3 separate regions of the Sus scrofa genome follow, and all the other regions are linked to region 1. Evidence: chromatin contacts called from public HiChIP or PLAC-seq and promoter capture Hi-C data. All regions are on one chromosome and are shown on one strand. Each heading gives the region's core, a stretch centred on a gene start, on an enhancer-like site or on the middle of the called end of the contact. The rest is flanking DNA. Distances are from core to core; before and after follow the strand shown.

Evidence for each region. Promoter capture Hi-C pulls out the DNA fragments that hold promoters and counts their contacts. HiChIP or PLAC-seq counts read pairs in DNA pulled down with a chosen protein or histone mark.
Region 2: a contact with region 1 is called in an H3K27ac HiChIP or PLAC-seq map of skeletal muscle. The contact joins the promoter of MEX3A here to the promoter of SMG5 in region 1. A contact is called at or near these places in 3 of 47 Hi-C or Micro-C datasets (embryonic fibroblasts, fibroblasts and liver) and 2 of 2 datasets of contacts at active chromatin or transcription factors (alveolar macrophages and skeletal muscle).
Region 3: a contact with region 1 is called in a promoter capture Hi-C map of liver, with 5 times the contacts expected there. The contact joins the promoter of UBQLN4 here to the promoter of SMG5 in region 1. A contact is called at or near these places in 1 of 5 promoter capture datasets (liver), 1 of 47 Hi-C or Micro-C datasets (skeletal muscle) and 1 of 2 datasets of contacts at active chromatin or transcription factors (alveolar macrophages).

The regions. Positions count from the first base shown.
Region 1 is chr4:93,768,951-93,771,684 of Sscrofa11.1, reverse strand. It overlaps SMG5 (protein SMG5), which reads right to left and starts at 1,356. Exons shown (of 22, transcript XM_021089680.1): 1 at 1,107-1,356. The coding sequence starts at 1,180.
Region 2 is chr4:93,948,599-93,951,428 of Sscrofa11.1, reverse strand. MEX3A (RNA-binding protein MEX3A) reads right to left here and starts at 1,553. Exons shown (of 2, transcript XM_021089689.1): 1 at 628-1,553. The coding sequence starts at 1,081.
Region 3 is chr4:93,974,961-93,977,689 of Sscrofa11.1, reverse strand. UBQLN4 (ubiquilin-4) reads right to left here and starts at 1,304. Exons shown (of 11, transcript XM_003125701.5): 1 at 1,103-1,304. The coding sequence starts at 1,210. LAMTOR2 (late endosomal/lysosomal adaptor, MAPK and MTOR activator 2) reads left to right here and starts at 2,129. Exons shown (of 4, transcript NM_001243627.1): 1 at 2,129-2,404; 2 at 2,711-2,729. The coding sequence starts at 2,337.

The sequences.
Region 1 (2,734 bases), core at 107-2,606:
CTTTTCTATTTTTGGAACAGCCTGTACTCCCCTCTGCCTTCTGGCTTAGGAAGCCTAGCAGGCAGGATGCCTACTCCAGGAAGGGAAAGACAACATGCTCTTGACTCTTTCACTGCCAAGATGGGCGCATGGCTCTGAAGGTATTCTTCTCATGCAAACACCTCTGTTCTATAGAGCCTAAGCCAAATGAAAACCCCAACCCCTACTAGAAAGCAGAAAATGCAACAGAGCCTCTACGCCTCATGCCATTTTGATCCAGTTCAACAGCCCCCACATGAACAATCCTGGACGGGGTGAGGGGGCCAACTGGTCTGTTCCCAACACAGGGCTGAAAAGCTGAAGATGTTGAGGAGTGTGAGTGGCACTGTGGAAATCAGAAACCAGGAATGGAAGGTGCCTGGCAAGAGACTGTAGTCATGAGGCTGGAAGGATGTCTCAACTGAGGAGTCCCCAGGTGCCCTGAAATGGGCTCCTATGACCTAAGAACATTCTAGACTCAAAGTCCTTCACTGCTCTTCCAGTCCACACAGTCTTCCCGTCTCTTTTCATTCAGATTCCCAACCAAAACTTAGAGCCATACAGGACTTCAAAGCATACCAAACCCAAATGTCTCCTTTTAAGGATGAGAAAACTGAGGCCCAAGGTCACACAGTGAGCGAATGGCAAAGCAGGGACCTGAGCCTGGCTCTCTTGATTTCAGTCCAGGGCTCTTCCCTGTAAGTCTACAGGGTTCTAAGCACCATTCCCTTCCGGGTTTTTCTCCCCTCTGTGACCCCACCCTCACCTGCGCAACCCCTGCCGTTCCCAACTCCCACCTTCTTATCCCAAATCCACAAAGCACGGTGCTCGCCCCAAGCTTACTGCGGAAGGGATTCCTCCACGTGCTTCCCTCCAAACCTTCCTCCCACCCAATTCCTTCTTTCAGCTTCTGCCTGGGGTTACGGAGCCCCGCCCCCCCCGCCCCCCCCGCTCCCTCTAAAATTGCACCTTCCTCCCTCGCCAGCACCCTAACCCAGCACCGGGCCCCTCCCGCCCAGGAGGCCCCGCCCCTCGCTGTCCCCCCACTTCCCTGGGCGACTGCACTCACGCCCTGGCCCCCCTCTCACCGGTAAAGCCGCTTAGTGTGGAGGACCTTTGCTTCGGGCTCGCTGCTCTCCCCTGTGGCGGGGCCTTGGCTCATGGTGCCCGGGTCCAGGGGCGGCTCCCGGTCACAGGCCCCCGCCACCCACTGCTACCGCCACCACTGCCGTCTCCGGCCGTAGCCGCAGGCACCACCGCCGCCGGCCCTGCTCGGCCGCCATCGCTGTGAGGCGGCTGCCCGCGACAGCTCCTCCTCCGCCTGCCAAATCTCGCGATATCAGTTGCACAGTTGCAGGCCAGGGGGCCTGCTGCTACCAAATCTCGCGAAAGTCGTTTTCCCTCCCGGGAAGTTGCCAGAACTAACTCTGGGCGGCATGGCCTCTTTCCGGCTTCTGCAAGCCCTTGTGAAAAACTTTATTGACAAAGTTGCCAGAGAGCGAACAGCGGACTCTAAGGAGGGCTGAGCCTAAGCAGATGGGCTCACAGCTAGGAGTGTGGCTTTGCCTTGTCTGACTGTGGTCATTTGGTTCGTTTTTCTGTCGCCCCCATTTGAGTCGAGCCTCTTTCAGGTTACTAGTTACAGTGATTCTAATTCTCTCTTTTCCCCCATTATTTAAACAAGCAAAAAACTTGTATGTGAAATTTTTTTTGGAAAGAACCGAGTATGACAAGGCCTTCCAAGATAAGACTCTTACACAGACACCTCAGCCCTTCAGCTTCCGACCCCAACCCAAAGATTTCCACTTGCATGTTCCTCACTTACTGTTCCAGTAAACATTTATTGAACATCTGCTGTCTTCCAGCCACAGTGCTGGATTTTGGAGTCACAGAGATGAGCAATTCAGACATTGTCCCTCCCCTTACGAAGCTCTAATGACTTAAGGGGAAAAGATCCACAGGAATGAGAAGTTACACCCTTACATTTCTGCCCCCTGGTCCTCCCATAGGAAAGATCACTGTGGATTCCTATTGCTGTCTTTTTTTTAATGGCCACACTCTCAGCATAAGGAAGTTTCCAGGCTACAGATTCAATCCAAGCCATGGCTGTGATCTATGTGACCAGAACCACTGCAGTCACGTTCTTAAACCACTGTGCCACGGTTTTTGTAACCTTAAACCTAACCTAAAAAGCAAGGTGCTTAGGGAGATGTTCCTGAAACAACCTGTCTTTCCTTTTTATTGGCCTTTCACTTGTTGTTCCTCTGCCTGAAACACCCATTCTCCTGATTCCCAGCAGGTCTCAACTCAAATATCACTTTGGCAAAGAAATTTTCCTATTGAAATTGTCTTATTGATTTATTTTCTAGGCTTCTTTATTATCTGCTACCCCAACAGAACAAGCCCCTTAAGTCCAGAGACTTTGCCTGTCATCTCGTTCTTTCCTATGTCTATGCCCAGAATAGTGCCTAACTAATAACAGGTGCTCAATAAATATTGAATGAATAAGTGTAGAAATTCCACCTCTCTTTTGGGTGTTTTCCAACCTACTCCAACATCCTTTTTTTTTTTTTGGTCTTTTGTCTTTTTAGGGCCACACCGCAGCATATGGAGGTTCCCAGGCCAGGGTCCAATTGGAGCTGTAGCTGTCATCCTACACCACAGCCACAGCAAAGCAGGATCCGAGCTGCGTCTGTGACCTACACCACTGCTCACA
Region 2 (2,830 bases), core at 304-2,803, 180 kb before region 1:
CCCCTTCCGAAACCCCACAGACCATTCAACTTTGGTGTGTGGGTGACCACAGGACTCCCTCCTCCCAGCAGTCCCCCTTCCCCACCTCACCCCCAGGCTGGGACCCTCCCATGAGCCACACCCCCTTCCATTCCTACACTCAGCCCAACAAAGAGACAGATACTCAGTCTGGCTTCCCGGGCCAGGTCTCCCCCAAAGTCTGTAACTCCAGGCGGCTGGGGGTCCCAGGGGTGCCCCCTCCCCAACCCACTAGCAGATGCCGGAGTAGGGGCCTCGGAGTAACTCTTTGCACATTCTGCCAGTTTTTCCGGCTAGGAGTGGACACCCCCTCCGGACAGCCTCCCCGGATTGGAAGACCAATCCCCCTCCCTTTTCCCTCTCTCCACCGGAGGATATTTCTTTGTCTAAGGGCACAGCCCTGAGGGGAGGAAGGATCTGGAGAACAGTCCCAACTGGGGGGTAGCCGGGAACTTTGTGGCACTTGGAAATCAGGGTAGGGGGCGGGTCCCCCTTTGTGGGGAAGAGACCAAGCCAGAGGCGGGCAAGGAGGGAGGAAATGAACTTTCCGTGCTAGGGATGGGGTGCCCCCCACTCCAGTCTCTCTCCACGGTCCCGGCGCCCGCTTACCTTGCCTGCCCACGATCTCGGCCACGTGCTCGGAGGTGGGCACGGGTACACACTCGGTGGTGTTGCTGCTGCCCTTCAGGCGCAGCTCGGCCTCTTTGTAGAGAGCGCAGAGCTTGGCGTCGCTGGCCCCTTTGGGGGCGGTGGGGGGCTGGGGCGTCTGCGCCGCGGGGGCCGCTGTCGGGGCGGCCGGGGGCGCCGCGGGCGGCGGCGGCTGGGCCGGCTGCGGGGGGGCGGCCGGCTGCGCGGGGGCGCCGCCCCCCCCACCTCCCCCGTCCTCGCCCGCCGTGGGGGCGGGGGGCTCCCCCAAACCCAGGAGGCAGAGTTGATCGAGAGCCAGCTGAAGGGCGCGCTCGTCTTCCAGCAGCCCTCGGTCCTTAGCGCTTCCCCCGAAACATCCTAGTTCTCCAAAGCCCCCATTTCTTTCCATTATTCCAGATACCACTAGACTAGGCATGGCGAAACAAAAGCTGGGGGAGAGAGAGAGAGGGAGAGAGAGAGAGGTGGTGGAAGGGAAAAGAGGAGAGAGGAGGGGAGGGGAGAGGAGAGGAGGGGGGTGTGTGGGGAGGGGGAACAAAGAACTGGGGAGGGGGGAAGAAAGCGAGATAGAAAGATAGACCCTCCCCCTAAGCCCCCCTCCCCAAACACCCTGTAACCCGACTCCCCTCGCCCCAGCCCCCGGGGTGGGGGTGGGGGGAAAGAGAAGCAAAACCAAGAAAGCAGATCTCCTCTCTTCTCCGGGGGTGACGGGGGGCGGGGGGCTGCGGGATCTCTGCCCCCACCCCTCCCGCCTCAGGCCCGGGAGTCTCTAGACCCCGCCGTCCAGACGCCCCCCTTAGGCTCCCGCACCGAGCCCCAGTCCAGGAGCGGCGCTCAGTGGCCCCCAATAGAGCCCAGCCCCTTCCAGCGCTCAAACTCTTTTGTTTTAAATGAACTGGATGGAGCAGCATGGAACTGACGGGAGGGGGGCGCGCCGGGGGCGCCCGGGGCATGCCGGGAGTTGTAGTTTCCCGCCCTTGGGGGCGAGGGGACGAATTCCCTGACCCGAGGAGGATAGGGATGTGCCTTCGGTCTTTACCCGCGGCTCAGAGGCGAAGCTGAGGGTGGGATGGAAGTCGAGGTCCCTCATTTTTCCGAGGGGCGGGCACCGGGAGAGGAGTCAGTGTACAGAAACGGTTCGGGTCGAAAAAAGGCTAATGGAGTGTGTCCCCCCTCCCAAGACGGGCTCCTTCCCGATCCGGGCCAGTCTCAGGTCCTTCTTTCTTATGATAATGAGGGGGGGCGAGAGGGCGGGGAGCGGTCCCGGCTGGGTCACTGCGGCTTTCTCTCGCTCTCTCGCTCTCTCCCCTCTTCCCCCTCCCTGTCGCGCTCCCTCTCAGCTCTCCGCTCCCCCCTCCCGCTCTCCCAGAGTATATCCCGGCTCCCGGCCGCGGGGAGAGGTTCTCCGCAGAGCAGACAAAGCCCGCAGCCGCGATGCGGGGAGAGCTTGGTCCTGCGCGCTCTGGGAGCCGGGATGGGGTGCCGGGTTGGAGGGTGGGACCCCCTGGCAAAAGACGGGGTCCCCTCATCCCCAAGCGGCAAGCCATCCTCCCTCATCCCCTCCTGCCCCCCAGTCTCGGAGATCTGAGAGGCACCGACTGGGAGGTGAGTTAGTTCACTTCCTTCTGATCTGTAGAGGGAACCGGGAGGGCTCTGGAGTGTTGAGGTGAGGAGGACGAAGGGGTGGAAAGAGAGGAGAGAAGTAGGGGACCGAGAATGGGGAAGCAAGGGAAGTCTGAAAGACGTGATGTGACTTAACAGTTTAGGGAGAGCCGGGAGCTTTGGGTGCGACAGGAGGAGGAAAGAGAGACCCGATGGAATGGAGACCCGGGCTTCCTCAGACCTGGGCCGTGCATACAGCTTGGGGGCGATCTGTTCTTTAGCCTTAACCGTCATTCTGCTTTGCCTCACCCATCTTTCTCCCATTGAATAATACCTTGTGACTCTGGAAATTTGGTGAAAGTAAAAAATCAGTATTTAAGGCACGAATTGGACAGCTGGGGACTTTTAGGGGAGCTTGTGGAAGTTGGAGTGTAAAGCAATCTTTTCTTCTCCCCTCACCCCATAGCTTTGGCATTTCTTTTGTCACTCTCTTTATGCCTGGGTCTTTCCCAGTAGGAGAAAGGATGGCACTGCAACTTGAGGGCTTGAGATCAGACTTTTAAGA
Region 3 (2,729 bases), core at 55-2,554, 210 kb before region 1:
TACCAGGTAACACGTTATTTATAAAAGCACTAACCATTCAGAGTCTAAATCCCATGAGATACATGTTAACAATTATCTCCATTTTAAAGACAAGAAAACTGAGAATCAAAGCAGTTAGGAAACTTGCCCCGGGCAGACTGGAACTTAGGCCTCGATACCGAAGCCCAAGCTCTGAACCAAAAACATGGATCCTCTCAACTAGAGCTGATACCAAATTCAGCTTTGCAGCGAAAATGATTTCAATTCTGGAATGGAGTCATTTTATAAGGTTGGGGGAAGGGCAATAATGGCACTAAAAGCTGGCTTGGAAAGAGTTAAGACTCTACATCTATCCGCAACCCCCCTACCAACCCAAACTTACACTCTAAGTAAAAACAGTGCACTTGCTAAGCAAAGGCAGCTTCCAGATCCCTCCTTCCCAACCAGAAAGCCTATCTTAGCCCCGCCTCTGTGAAATTCTGGAGCCGCCACAGGCGGGTGGTGAACACAGCAATATTCCCTCATTCAGTCATTCACCACATTTTTCTTGAGCACCTACTGCACCTTGTGTAAATCCCAGAGGGGCTGAGAACCAAACGCAACTACCTTGATTTGAAAGAGTAGCAAAGATCCCGGCAGAGGGAAATCCTCCCCCCGCACCGGCCGGGCGTCAGAATGCTGGGCGTTCTCTGAGACGCACAGTAGAAGCCTGGAGCTTTCCTCGCCTGCGCCCCGCGCCCACTATCCGGCCTCCGCACCTTGCCCGGCTCCCACCCTGCCTCAGCGCCTCGAACCCCCGCTAGTAAGCGGCGCAAACACTCCTCTCCAACACAGGGTCCTTCCCCCTTGCCTGTGCAAGGTGTCCTCTTCCAACTCCACCACGCCCCCAGACCAGGCCACAAGGCAAACCCCGGCCTCCCTTCCCAAACACGCGCCACGCTACCCCGGATCGACCTCGCAGGACGCCCCCTACCCGCCGCCTCTTCCCTCCCGCTTCCCCGAGTGCCTGCTGGGCCCCCGCCCTCCTCTCCCCGGCCCTCCCATACGCCCGACGGTCTCAGAGACACCCCCCTCTTCACAGACCACTCCTCCGCACCCCCCCAATCCCCACCACCCGTACTACCTCCTTGACCGAGGCTCGATCGCAGATCACAATTTCCTCCTTGTCCTTAGGGGTCTTGACGGTGACCCGAATCGGGGGCCTCGTCTCGGCCCCGCTCGGCTCCGCCATGCCGCCGCCGCCGCCGCCACCCGGCCGCCCGCCAGCCCGCCCCGGCTCCTCCTCCTCCCCGCCCGCCCGGCGGTGCTCGGCTCCGGCGCCTCCAACACTCCCCTCTCCCCTCCCCTCCCCAAGGCTTCACCGCCCCCTCCGGACCAGCCGCAGCCACAGCGCCCCGGGCGGACCGGGGGGGCCACTGCAGCGGGGTCCGCCCAGGGCCGAGCCCGGGGTCTGCAGCCTGGGCAGGGCCTTGCTGGGCGGCGGCCCCCAAAGGGGCTGCTCCGGACAGGGGCGGGAAGCAAACTCTCCGGGAGAGACCACCGCCCGTGGTAGCCGGTCCGAGTCGCGCTGAGGTGCCAACCCCCCGCCCCCGGGCCCAAAGCTACCCGCCCCCTCCGCGACTAACTCTTTCTCCGGGACAAAGGACTTTCTGTGTCGCCGCTTTATCTCCGTTCCCTATGATAACTGGTCTTTCTTGGAAAGCCCAAATCCTTTCCAGGCCTGAGGCTTCTCCCGACTTGGAGGCTGAATTTTCCACTTCTGGATATCTACCTAAAACCTCTTCTGTAGGATTGACTTAATTCCCCTGAGGGTAGCGGCCTCCAAGAAGTCTATTCAGTACAGTTCCAGAGACCTGGATTTTTGCCTGCATGGCCTTTCTGAGCCTATTTCCTCAATAGCATCTATCTCCTCATCTCACAGAATTATGCATAATGTAGAAAATTGCTTTGAGAAGTAACCCAAGGTATGCCTGACAAGTATAGGAATTTTGTTTTCTTTTAATTACTGAATCGTGGATTGTCAAGCAGATATGACTCCTCTGCCCGAGAGGGTTAAATGTCCTTCCAGTACTGCCACTATCCTTTTACTCCCGCTCTTTTCCCCCATAACCGCGTGGTCTCACTGGAAAGGCGAACTGTAGTTCCCAGGGTGCCTCGCGAAGCTTCGAGGAACTACAATTCCCAGCGCCCCCCGCGGTGAGGCGGGGTTGAGTCAGAACCGCACAGTCAGGCCAGGAAACTACAACTCCCAGGAGTTCTGGAGCCGGGCAGCTGGACTACGGGAAGCGGCAGGCGGAGGCCAGTTATAGGAAACTCCGGGATCAGGTTGTGAAAGCCCAGGGTTAGGAGCCACAGGCATGCTGCGTCCCAAGGCTTTGACCCAGGTGCTAAGCCAAGCTAACACTGGAGGTGTCCAGAGCACCCTGTGAGTGCGGACCGAGAGGCCGAGCGGCGAGCACTGGAGTGGGGCTGCGCGCGGCTCTCCGAGGGAGGGGTGGGGAAGGCTCTCTGGGAAGGGAGGAGGTGGCAGAGGGGGCAGCCTTTGGGTGAACCGGCGAGAGGGCCACTCTTGAAAGAGAAACTGACGTGCTGGGTGTTTGGGGCATGTTCTAGGACACACTCAACCCAGACCCTTGCTTTCTAGGAGCGCCGGTGGGCGAGTTGGGATGGAAAGTCAGGTATTTTACTCCCCATCCTGAGCACGTTGATATCCGTTCTGATGCTTTTCCAGGCTGCTGAATAACGAGGGA